Linked DNA regions of Sus scrofa: region 1 is linked to region 2. The links are chromatin contacts, called in public HiChIP or PLAC-seq maps. All regions are on one chromosome and are shown on one strand. Each heading gives the region's core, a stretch centred on a gene start, on an enhancer-like site or on the middle of the called end of the contact. The rest is flanking DNA. Distances are from core to core; before and after follow the strand shown.

Region 1 (6,448 bases), core at 3,383-5,882, 52 kb before region 2:
TCTTCAGAGCCACACGCCCTCCGAAGGCTCTAGGGGAGGGTCCTTCCTGCCTCTTCCAGCTTCCGGTGGCCCCCAGCATTCCTTGGCTTGTGGCTGCATCTCTCTGAGCTCTGCCCGTCTTCACACAGCCATCCCCTCTGTGTGTCTTCTTCCACTTTTTTTTTTTTTTTTTTTAAGGGTCGTAGGTGCAGAATATGGAAGTTCCCAGGATAAGGGTCAAATCAGAGCTGCAGCTGCTGGCCTATACCACAAGCACAGCAATATGGGATCTGAGCCACATCTGCAACCTACTCCGCAACTTGCAGCAACACCGGATCCTTAATCCACAGAGAGGCCAAGGATCGAACCTGAAACTTCACAGACACTATGTCGGGTATTTAACCCACCAAGTTCCACAATGGGAACTTCCCTTCTTCCTCTTCTGTCTCTCATAAAGACGCTGGTCACTGAATTTAGGATTCATCCAGGTAACCCAGGATTGCCTCATCTCAAAACACATATGCAAAGACCCCTTTTCCAAAGCAGGTCACATTTAGACCAGTCAGGTATTAATGCCCACATGTATGTTTTTGGGGGGGCACCATTCACCCCACTACATTGGCCTCAGCTTTTTTCTGATTGCCCACCTACTGAGAGCTCACTCCCTACTCAGCTCCATAGCCAAGCTCCAGCAAGATCCATTAAGCAGATGAGAAAACTGAGGCACAGAGAGTTAAGCCACATGCCCTGGATTTGAACCCTCTTTCTCTGAACAGACCAGCCACGGGAGCTGCTAGGCACCAGGGCCTCCTATTTAGAGGAAGCAAAAGACTCTCACACCCACACCCCCTCCAGGAGAGGCCCACGGCCATGACTCACTCACTCGCATTGCACAGGCCAAGAAGTGGTTTGGCCCAGTGGGGGATGGGGGGAAACTCAGCAAAACTCAGTCTCAGTTGGTTCCTGGGTCAAATGCGAGCAAAGCCCACCTCCTGAAAGATGAAAGCCTGGAAGGAGAAAGCCTCAGCCCCTGATATGACTGTCACCACCCCTCTATTTATTCCCGGCCCCAGCCCAACCCACACAGCTGCCCAGCCAGCCTCCCCTCCCAGCGCAGAAAGGGCCCATTATGACATCAGGGGCCTGGAATTAGGCTCTTAGCCTGGGAAGGAGGCAGGACCCAGGGACAAAGGGCTCACTGTCATGCAAATCCACGACTCCGGGGGAGGGGGCAGGGCCCTCCCCACCTTAGCCTTCCAGATTCAGAGCAGCTGGGAGAAACCAGTTCTCAGCCTTCCCAGAAGAGTGTGGGCAGCTCCAGGCGTGCAGATCTGGACACAACGAGGTTCTCAGACGTGGGCCCTTTTCCAGGTCAGAGCCAGATGCCCAGAAAATAGCACTTGCTCGAAGGAACCTCCCCACAGAACCTGAGTTCCAATTCTGCCCTCTCCGCAACTGCGCTCTGAGACAGGGCCAGCCCAAGGGCCTTCGGAGAATGAGATAAAATAATCCGCTTAAAAAGCTGAGCAGCACCCTGGGCACGGAAAGAACTGCATGGGAAATAAATGCCACTACTGACCAAGTACGCCTGAGAGTCCTGTGCGCCTGCAGCAATGTGTCTTTGGGCAAGCTGCTTACCCTCTCTGTGCCTCATCTGCCATCACAGGGTTGCTGGGAGGACTCAGTACCCTAAGGTGTGCAGAACACCCCACCCGTCAGACCTCAACACACATAGCAGATGCTGTCAGCACCCCTCCCCCGCACCCTGTGCCCCTCAGGACCCCCACTTTGAGCCCCACCTCTCTGACTTTACCTAGGAGGTGTAGACCTTCTCGGGGTGCTCGGTGGGTTCCTACAGGCATTCCTGAGCAAACACACCACTACTTTTCTAAGGACTCACACACAGTCTCAACTCCTAGGAGCAGAACTGGGGTGATGGGAGGTGAGCTCACTGAGAGTTGCAGCTCCAGGGGCCCTAGCAGGTAAGTGTGCTCCTGTCCCCACCCACCTTGAGCGGACAGACCCAGGTCCACAGCTCATGAGGGACATGGAATCAGGCACCATCTAGTGCTAAGCACCTACTGTGTGCCCAGTGCTGGGGACACAGGGGTGCCCAAGATGAACAAAATCCCACATGGAGGGTAGGGGGACAAGGCTGACGGACCTACAGTAAATCCCTGGTGATGACAGTGGCAAGGTGAGAGGAGTGATGATGGGGAGGTGAGGGCCTCTTTTAGGAGGGGACATTTGAGCTGAGCGTTTGAGAAGATCCCAGAGACGGCGTTCCAGAGTACAGCATGACAATGTCCCAAGGCAGGACTGTGATTGGTGCTTCCAAGAACCAACAGAGAGGCTGGAATGCCCTCCCCCCACCAATTCCCTGCCCCTCCAGGTCCTTCCCTGCCCAGCAAAGCCAGAACCTGAGACCCTCAGCTACAACCGATGCCACCACCCCCAGACCCAAGCCTCCATCTCTCTGTCATGATAGGGGAACCCAACTCTGCAGCTCAGACGCCCCCCCACCCAGGCTCTGCCAGGACCCACATGACCCCAGACTGGGATGCTCTGAAACCCTCCAAAATCCTGAGGCACAAAACACACGCTGGGAGTTCCTGTTGTGGCTCAGCAGGTTACAAGCCCAACTAGTATCCGTAAGGATGTGGGTTCGGTTCCTGGCCTCACCCAGTGGGTTAAGGATCCAGCGTTGCCACAAGCTGTGGTGTAGGTTGCAGATATGGCTCAGATCTAGTGTTACTCTGGCTGTGGTGTAGGCCTGTAGCTACAGCTCCAATTCGATCCCTAGCCCAGGAACTTCCACATGCCGCAGGTGCAGCCCTAAAAATAAAACAAAACAAAACAAAACCACCCTGCCTGGACCTCCTGGGATACCCAAGGGCCCAAGCTCAATTTCCAGCCAGGTGTAAGGGGCATGACCATCCACACTGACCCTCTCCCAGGAGCCCTGGAAATGCATCTACCCTTGGTTTCACTTTGGCTGCAGAGACAAGCTCCTCTGACCCTAACTGCCAGCAGAGCTAACCCAGCTCACTCTAGGGTGAGCTACTTACACCCCAAAGGCCTTCTCACCACTGCTGGTGGGATGGAGTCCGAGGGAAACCAGTACCCACAGCAAGGAACATCAGGGAACAGCAGGAGCTTCTGGCTGCACCCAGAGGACAGAGCAAGGAGGTAAAAGTGTTTAGAGAAGAGAGGAGTTCAACCATCCACGGACAGAACAGAGCCCAGGTCCCACCTCAGCGCTGCAAACAGAGGCCTCAGAGGAGGTGGCTAAGGGGCGCAGGCTCTGGGTGGGCCCAAGAGGTGAGTGAAGGGGCCTGGAGGCAAGGTTTTCTGGCTTTCACAGGTCATGAGCCCAGCTGACAGGTGAGGAGAGAAGGAGGAGAAGACAGGCTCAGAGAGGGCAAGTAACCTCTCCAGGGTCACCCAGCTAAAGAACCTCCACCCACAGGCTCTGGCTTGGGGCCTGAGTCCCAGTCCCGGCCCTTCCAAACTGTGTGCTGCTCAGGTGGGTCACCTGACACAAGCCTCAGTTTCCTCAACTGAGAAGTGGGGATCCTACAGCACTCTCCCTTCCTGTGGCTGATTCAGGTATGAAATGAGATCGTGCCAGGCAAACCACAGCAATCACATCAAGGGTGATAATACCAGGGACAGCACCCCCGACACGTGGCACCTTCCTAAGCACTTAGCATGAATCAGCTCAGCTCATCTTCAAGCGAGCCCTACCAGGCATCAATCACTACCCTGCTTCCACAGATGAGGAGACTGAGGCTCAGCAGGGTTAAGCCACCTGCTGTAACTCACACTGGGACTCAAAGCTAGAACAGCCAGGCCCCTGAGCTTGTACATTCTTTTTAGATCACTGTAGATTCCCATGCAGCTGTAAGAAGTAATATAGCTGGATTCTGAGTACCCTTTAGCCAGCTCCCCCCAATGGTATCATCCTTGAAACTGACAGTGATACAGTTGGCCTTATTTAGATCTCAGAGTTTATGTGCACTTGAGTGTGTGTGTGTGTGAGAGTAGATCTATGTACTTTTATCTCATACATGTACTTGAGTGTGTGTGTATGTGTGTGTGTGTGTAAATCTACCCACTTTTATCGCATATATGTACTTATGTGTGTGTGTGTGTGGATCTACGTGCTTTTATCTCAGTGCACATTCCTGTGGCCACTGCCACTGATGCAGGACAGTTCCACCACAAGGGTCTCTTAGGTGACCTCTGGTCCAAGCCATCACACAGGACTGTCTTTCTCAATGGTTGAGGAACCCAGTCCCCAAGACCCTCAGGGCAGGGCAGAGGGGGGTCACAACACAGCTCTGTAGCTGACCCAGCTGGGCACCAAGGGCTTAGGGGCAACAAGAGGACATTCATGGTGTCCCCTGCTATACAGGCCTTTCCCAAGGTCCCCAGGAGAGGTCTGAGGACAAGTGGACAGCAGGCAGCTGGCACGGGCAGCCTGGACACCCTGGGCATTCCCCTCTGGCTCCTCCTGGCCCGAGAGGGAGGCCCCGAGCCAGCCACCGGCCCAGCATCCGGTGTCACTTACAAACACACAGGACCGCTGCCACCCTCGGCAGGGGAGCCAGCCCTGCACACCCTGCCCGCAGGCCACACCAGGCACCGGCAGGGTGCCTGGCCCAGGGTCAGTGGGAAACGAGGCGGAACAGGCATGCAGTGGGGGTGCACCGGGCACTCCAGTCCAGGTCCAAATTCAGACTGAGCCTGGGGCTGGGGAGGGACACTCCTGATCCCACACTATCCCTAGATGTGGGGTTCCCATCTATGAAATGGGAGGGCTTTCTCCAGGGAAGAAAAGAAAACTCGACAGAGACCAAGATATAACTAACTTAAATGCAAGCTTATGGTCTACACTGATGTACACCAGCCCACTCGAGGCCCCTGCAGGGTGGTTTCTGTTTTCCCCAAGGCACATCTGTGGCAGCTCTCCCCTAATGGACAAGAGAAGGGAAGTTCCATGGGATTCCATGACCCACCCCAGGTCACCTGCTCATGAGAGGTGGGGCAGGGACCATTATTAGCCCCCTTCAGTCAGTCAACAACTCAGAGGTGGAGGCATAGGGAGCATCCATTTGCCAGATGGGAAAACTGAGGCTCGGAGATGTGACGTGACTTGTCCAAGGTCATGCAGTCCAGGATGTGAACCCCGGAGGCCGCATCCCTCCCTCGCCCTGTCCTCACGCCTCCACGGCTGCTCTGTTTGACAGACAAGGAAACTGAGGCTTGAACAGGTGAGACCCAGCATAAAAAGGAACGGAACCGGGATTCAAACCAGGATCCATGGCAACCGAGCCATGCCGTTTGGGAACCAGCGCTCCAGCGCTCCCCGGCCTGGGCGCCCCATGAGACGTCTCCCAGACGCCCCGGCGCACCCAGACCTCAGGACAAATCGCTCCCTCATCCCCTCCGCTCACAACTGAAGGCTCCTTGTGAGCTTGAGAAGCCCTTCCAACTTTCCAGTGTTTATCCCGGCTCCTCGCTGCCAGGTCCCTGGGCAAGCCCAGGCCGGTGGCGCTGATTTCAAACCAGACATGGGCACCCAGCCAAACGCCACCACGGTGGGAGCCGGGCGCCAGGGCAGCCGCTGCAATGCCTGCACCTGGCCCCCTCCCCTGCTCCATGGCCACCAAGGCGGCCGCCCCCCAAAGTCCCAGCCTTTCAGTCCTGGGGCCAACACTGATGAACAGACACAGGAGCACCGGATCTCTGATGCTGCCCACTCTTCCACAGGGACTGGGCACAGGGACTCTGAGAAAACAGCATTGTTTCCTCCCACCCGCCCCCCGACACCCCCGGGACCACAGTTGAGAAGCACTATCCCTTCAGGGCCACCCACCCACCCAGCACTCTTTCCGGGGCTTCAGCAACTCTGATAAGGCATCGGGTCACTGTCCCCTGGTGATCGCCCGGCGGCCAGGGCAGAACAGGCGGCTCCAGAACATGAATTCATCAGCCCCCAAATGGGGTCCCCAGCACAGGTCCCAGCCTTCCTGCAATCCATGGCCCCGATCGCCCTCCCTTGGCCAGGCAGCCGGGCCACGCCGCACCCCCCTGCCCACCGCCAAGCCCGGAAACTTCTCTTACCCGAGCACATGACCAGCCTCTCGCTCACGTCAGCTCCAAACACAACTTGAAGTAACTCTCCCACAAAAACAAAAACAAAAAAAAAAAGAAAAGAAAAAGAAAAGTAGAAGGTGCCAGCGAGTGGGTCAGCAGAGTCCACACACAGAGATTGTTCTGCTGGCTTCTAGAGGCCCCACCGTGTCCAACCTCAAACCCATCCTTCCTCCAGGGCTGACCCGGGAGAGGGGCGGCCCCACCGAGCAGCTGCGCCGCCTTCCCGCGAGACTGCGGGCTCCCACCCCGGCTGGGGGGGGGCCCTGCAGCCGGCCCGGCCCCCCAGGCTCCCAGCCCAATCGATGGC
Region 2 (6,487 bases), core at 229-2,728:
GAACAGATCCGCCTCCGCTGCCTGCACCAGACCCTCAGAGCGCCAGAGCGCGCGACAGGCGGCGGGAGGGCACTCGCTTCCAAAAAAATAAACCTACAATGTAAAAATAACGCCGGGCGCCCCACGCTAATTGGGCCCGGGCGACAGCAGCTCGCAGGTACAGCGTGTCTCTCCCTCCCGCCCCGCCTGGCCCTCCCTCCCTCCCTCGAGCTTTTCCCTGCAAGCGTCCAGGGTGGGGAAGGCGAGTCCAACTGGCCCCCCAACTCCTCGCAAGTCTCTGGGGCTGCTCCCCCAGCATTAGGCCGTGGGGCCTCCGGTTCCAACCCAAGTGGGATCATCTCTGAATTCCAACTTCCCAAACTAGTGGCATCCCAAGTATCCGCACAGCCCGGGGGAGGGACCAGAAGGCGGCCCAATGAGGCGTCACCAGCCGCGGGAGGCAGGCCCAGACACCAGGAACACTGGCCCACGGGGGAGGGGGAAGCAAGGGGCGCCTGTCCCCGGGGACCCCCATCCAGAGCCCTCAGGTTCCTCGCCCAGGAGCGATCACCGCCAGAAACCAGCCCCCCTCGGCTGGCGGGAACCCCACCCCCGTGTGCCTTCCACAGCAGCCAGGCCAGGGAGCTGAGGGTGCCATCTCCGGGGGCTCCGCAAACCTGCGCTGCCCTCTGGAAAATAAGGCGCAGTGTCACCCTCCAAGTGAGAAGCTGCTAGGGTAGGAAGGAAGCGCATGGCGGCATTGCCCCCAGGGCTGTAGCACACGTTGGGGGGCTGCCCTGCGCAGTTCCAGGGCGCCCCCCGCCCGCCTACCCACCCCCACGCCACTTCCCTCCTTCCCGCCCCCTCGCTAGGGAGCTGGAGTTCCCCTAAGTTCCCCGGCACCCCCACGCACGCGGGCCGCAGTGTCGATGGGGCGCCTCGCTCCCCAGCAGGCCACCCCCCGAGAGCGCCAACTCGGGAGCGCAGGGGCCCCGCCAACTCCGCCGCGTGCGCCGCCAGATCTTCCCCGATTCCCCCGGAAGCGCGCCCTGCACCTCACCTCGGCCCTCCGCGGGGACCCCGGGCCCCAACTCACCTCGCAGAGGTGGCGGCAGCAGCACCCGGCCTCGAGGTGCGCTCGGGCCGCCCGGGCGCTCAGGCAAGTGGCGGTGCCGAACGGGCTGGGGGCTCACAGCAGGCCCAGCCTCCAGCCGGGACGCGATCCTCCCGCCGCCGCCTCCTAGGGCGCCAGCCCCCGGTCCCCGGTCCGCAACTTGGCGCGCATCGCGGGGCGCAGGGCGCGGGCGCACGGACTCTGGCGGGGCGCGGGCGGACGCGGGGCTCCGGTGCGGCCGGCCTGCCCGCGGCTCCGCTCCGCGGCGGCGGCGGCGGCGGCGGCGGCGGCGGCGGCGGCGGCGGCGGCGGTGGCGGTGGCAGGGGGAGGAGGGGGCGGGGCGGGAGCCCGGGAGGCGGTGGCTCGGCCTCCCCGCTCCTGGCTCCCCGCCCGCACCGACGCGCCCCGGCCCGGCCCCCTCGGGCTCCTTAAAGGGCCCGCGTCGCCTCCCCCTGGGCCTGCGCGCACCCACTCGCGCGTGCACACGCTGCCACACAGACACACACACACTTGGGCGCCACGCCGAGTTTCTTTTTAGCAGCTCCCCGAAGGAGGAAGGAGGGAGAAAGCGCCTCCCCATCCCGCCCCCTCCTCTCCAGCCCCGGATACTTAACTGGAATCGCGTTTCAGCTATTAAATTATAACTCAGGAGTGGCCTGTGGACGGGGAGGGGGCGTGAGGGGAGGGCCACACACCAGGCCTTTAAGGGACGCACACAGATGCGCAGGGACACACAGACGGAGGAGAGTTCACTCGGAGGCTGTGGCACACAGTAGGGTGCAGAGCTCTCACGAGTGGACGTGCACACACTGGGCCTCTGCAGAGAGGAGGTCTAACCCAGGTGAACACGCTGGGAAACTCGCAACGCTCCGCAGACGTGCGCGTGGCCTGGGGCATAGACTCAGAAGACATAAGGTCACTCACAGATAAACAAACTCCAGGCAGGAATTCGCACACGGAGGCAGTCACACACACTGTAATGTCCGTTTCCAGAGGGCCCGGGTTTCTGCCTATTTGTGCTCTACCCTTTCACAGTAGGGACTCAGTGTGAACTCCCATTTGGGGACTTTCTGGGACACAAATGCACAGACTTGATGCTGCAAGCCTGTGGTCCGGCTCGCAGTGCACAAGCAGGCAGGGTCAGAGACAAGCACACATGTGGACAGTCCCCTGGCACACAGCAGGCTCTCCCAGCTCCAGCAGAAACCCCACTGGTGGCCCTGACAACTGTGTGTCCTCATTTACCCCCTCCTACCCCTCCTAGGTTGCCCTTTCAAACCCAGGGGAGATCTATTTAAACAGTAGAGGGCACTGGCAGCCCCGACCGACCCTCCCTCCTCCTCTGCTTTCCCCTAAGTAGGAGAGTTTGAATTTTTTTTTTTTTTTCAGTTCAACTTTCCTTTTTTGGAGCGACGTCTCAGCAGATTCAGTTCTGCCATCTGCCAACATCTGAGAACCCCCAGGGGGAGTGGGGAATGGCTGTGGTGGGGAGGCCGCCGTGCGGTTTCCAGGGCCCGGGGTGTGCCTCCCGCCGCCTGCCAGCATGCAGGGATTGCCTGCCTCCCTTGTCGCGAAGTGTCCCTCTTGGCCCCCACAAGGCTGCTTGTGTTCTTTTTTCTAGAGAGCATGGGGGGAAACACCTGAGACTGATGAAACCTGGAAAAAAGGGAAGTGTCTGCGGAGGGGCAAGGAGCCATTTGCAGTTTGGAACAGAAGGGAATTGATGTCCCCTCCCTTCACGTTCTGGCCCCACCAGCTCCAGGCTGCCCATGGGAATCCACAGGCAAAAAGCCAGACCTCCAGAAGGAAGGACTAGCCCTTCAGAGGGGCCTGGGGGTTGAGGAGGGAGGGTGGGAACTGGGGAGCGCTCCTCAGCCAGTCTCACCCCACCAGGCCATCTCCTCAGCCCCCGCCCCCACCCTCACCCCTTGTCACCTGAGAACACACCCCTGCACTTGCATCTCAATGAGATTTCTGCTCCGGGATTAAGCACGGGGTGGGGGGGGGGTGTAGAGTCTTAAATTCTGGGCTTCCTTTTCCCAGCTTCTGCCTCCCAAGGCTTGCCCTGGAGCTTTGACTGAGGCTGAGGGCATTGGAGGGGGGTCAGGCAGGCAGAGGGACCATCAGCATTGTAATGTCCCAGGGGTCACCTAAAACTGCCTCAGAGACTCAACGGTTCTGCTTAAGGACAGAAGCACCCAGGCCAGGAGAAGGGGCGGCATTTTTCCCAGGAGGACTTGGCCTCTTTTTTGTCTCTTCGGCTATTAATCCCATCCTCATGAGCTACAGGGAGCAACACAAGTGTATGGCCTTGGAGCTCATAAATGCCCCCCAAAAAATCCACATTACAAGTGGAGAAACGGAGGCCCTTGGAGATTAAGAACCTGACTTGCTGGTCTCACTCTGCTAGCAATTCCAAATGGGTGACATGAACCCTGGCTCTGGAGGGATGAGCTGAGCCCTGTCACCTAGCTGGGCACAGATTGCCCTCCAAACCCCATTGCTACTCTGTGCTCTGCATTATTAGCTACCAGGCTCTGAGCAGCAGCCCCAGGGATCCACATGTAACTAACAGAAACGGCATCTTTGAAAAATTGCTGAAGAATACTCTGCCCCCAAAACAGCCTCTCTGGAGGGTCCCTACACTCCCCTGGAAACGTGGTTCAGTTAAGAGCATCCCAAAAAGCTCACGAAGCTTTCATGAGGAAAAGACATTCCCAAATACCCAGTTCATAGGTGGAGGGACTGAGTTAGGGAAGTCACCCAAGGACGTCAGGAAGCATAAATTAAGTGGCCCTGGCCATATTAGAACAGGTGAAGGCTCTGAGGAGCCAAATTCTTCCTTGGGCTGGGGTCCCACTGTCCGTCTTCCACTCATTCAACCTTTCCCTCCTAAATACCTGGCAAACTATTAAGCTCATCCCTGCCTCAGGACCTTTGCACTTGCTGTTCCCTCTGCCTGAGATAGCAATCTTCTAACTTCAAGTCCCAGCTCAATATCACATCCAGAGATGCCCTCTCTGACCTTCTGTCTAAATCCCCAAGGCACTCACTAACCCATCCTCCTGTTCGTTCTCTTCACCGTTTTTTACCACCTAAAATTATCTTGGGGAGTTCCCATCATGGCTCAGCCGAAACGAACCCAACTAGTATCCACAAGGATGCAGGTTCGATCCTTGGCCTCGCTCAGTGGGTTAAGGAACTGGCGTTGCCATAAGCTGTGGTGTAGGTCTCAGATGTGACTTGGATCTGGCATTGCTGTGCCTGTGTCGTAGGCTGGCAGCTGCAGCTCCAATTCAACCCCTAGCCTGAGAACTTCCATATGCAGTAGGTTGAGGCCCTGAAAGACAAAGATAAAATAAAAGATAATAATCTTGGGCCCATGGCTTAAATATTGTCTTTTGTCATCAGAATGTCAGCTCCATACGAGCGCAGACCTCATCTGTCTAGCTCACATCTGTATCCCCAGCACACAGTAGGCACTCAACTGAAATGTACAGAGAATGACGGAACAGGAAGTTCACTGGTGGCGTAGTGGTTTCCCCCATCTGGGAACTTAGATCCCACACCAAGCTGCTGCCCCGCCAAAAAAAAAGAGGATAGAGGAACAAATGAATAAATGAAGACAACACAGGGAGAAAAGGAGGTGGAGGTTAGGCTTGGCCCTGGAGAATACAGAAATAACTGGGGATGGCTGGCCTGTTTTTCTAGAGCTCACTCTTCCGGGATATTTCAAAGCTGAACCTTTGCTTCCTTCCAACTCTCTCAACTGGGAGATACTCATTCAGGGTCCCTGAGTCCTTATGGGCAGTCATGGCATCAGATCAAACTTCCAGCCACTCCAGTGGGCTTGCCTCAAAATGGTGCCCCCTGGGCAGGCCTGGAGCAGCCAGGCATCTAGACAGTCAGAACTCAGGCTACAGGGGCATGGTGACCTGAGTCTCCTGGACCCTAGTCGCCTCAAGAGCTCCCCAGGCTCCCCAGGCCATCAGAGCACCCACAAAGGAAACGCCTCCCTCTTAGGATCTCTGCCAGTGACAACTCAAAAGATGTCCCTGACAACATCCATCACCAGGGGCAAGACTCATGTGCACATCAGAACAGTGCACACCCAGGAGATCTTACGTACACTTTTCATATTTTGTCATGCTTTGAAGTGAGGATGGCAGAGTTCCCGTTGTGGCTTAGCGGATTAAGAACGCAGCTAGTATCCATGAGGATGCAGGTTTGATCCCTGGCCTCATTCAGTGGGTTAAGGATCTGGAGTTGCTGCAAGCTGCGGAGTAAGTTGCAGATGCGGCTTGGATCTGGCGTTGCTATGGCTGTAATGTAGGCCAGCAGCTATGGCTCCCATTCACCCCTAGCCTGGGAACTTTCATATGCTGTGAGTGTGACCCTAAAAAAACCAATAAAGGGGAGGGGAAGAGGGGATGGCAAACTCAAAAGCCCGCAGGGCCTGGCAGGAATAGCAGGCCTGTGACTGGAGGAGAGGTGAGTAATAGAGATGGGTGGGGCCTGCGGCACACCCCCACGCCTGTCCCCAGGCACTCACAGTCACCCTCTGTTTAAAACACAAGCACAGCCAAGCCAAATACCAAATGCCTGGGTGGGCCACAGTCAGCCAGGGCCAGCTTGTCTGTGACCCCTGCAAAGCCTTAGCTCCCGGGCCAGTTTTCTACTCAGTGACCCAAAGTGTAGGGGTCGGGTGGCGGGGAGCGGGGGGTGGGTAGAAACTTCCTAAGTGGACAAGGCATCCTCTTCCAGAAGTGTGGGCAGGAGGAGGGAATGCCTGGTTCCCATGAATGCATCCCAGCTTTGGTCATTCACTCTGCATTTCAGCAAGCGCCTACTGTATGCTGGGTCCTGTGAGATGGAACAGCCCAGGAGATCAAGCCCAGCCCTCAGGAACAGGCATCCAGTGAGGAGCTGACACTCAAAACATGAAGTTATGGCAACGCCTGGGTACTAAAAGCCTTTGAAAGGGAAAGGAAAAAAATACCCTTGTGTTCAAAGAAAAGTGAAATTTCAGGACATAAAAGATTCTGGAAGGGACAGGATCTGCCCACATCCTGCTCCTTTCCCTGCACAGGAGAAGCCAGAGTCCCTCCAATCTCATAGTCCTTCAGTCCTTCATATCACTGAGAATGTCACCCAGAGCCCCACCCCCACCCCACCCCACCCCCCTTTGCTGCAAAAAACTGCCTTGTCACCCCTGGCTTCCTCTGATGTCTGTGCCTATATTTATGACACCCTGTGTATTTCAGAAAGAAGGAAGCAGAGAAGGAGATCAAGCCCTGGTCTGATAGGCCTGATTATCTCTGAAGATAAACAACTCGCTTTCTCCCAGGGCTACACTTGGGGGCGGGGGGCGGGGGGGGGGTTGCCTGCCAGTGG

Evidence for each region. HiChIP or PLAC-seq counts read pairs in DNA pulled down with a chosen protein or histone mark.
Region 1: an H3K27ac HiChIP or PLAC-seq map of skeletal muscle shows a contact between it and region 2. The contact joins the promoter of NCOR2 here to the enhancer-like site in region 2. A contact is called at or near these places in 1 of 5 promoter capture datasets (liver), 10 of 47 Hi-C or Micro-C datasets (alveolar macrophages, brain, embryonic fibroblasts and 6 more) and 2 of 2 datasets of contacts at active chromatin or transcription factors (alveolar macrophages and skeletal muscle).

What each region holds. Positions count from the first base shown.
Region 1 is chr14:28,640,958-28,647,405 of Sscrofa11.1, reverse strand. It overlaps NCOR2 (nuclear receptor corepressor 2), which reads right to left and starts at 4,632. Exons shown (of 49, transcript NM_001044576.1): 1 at 4,621-4,632; 2 at 348-353.
Region 2 is chr14:28,586,087-28,592,573 of Sscrofa11.1, reverse strand. No RefSeq gene overlaps it. Among named protein-coding and RNA genes, the nearest start is that of NCOR2, 53 kb to the left of the region's middle. Within about 2 kb of position 1,478, at least 63 of the 83 cell types and tissues checked have an H3K27ac peak or open chromatin away from gene starts, as enhancers often do. A contact at or near this core is called in alveolar macrophages, brain, liver and 2 more, where this site is marked.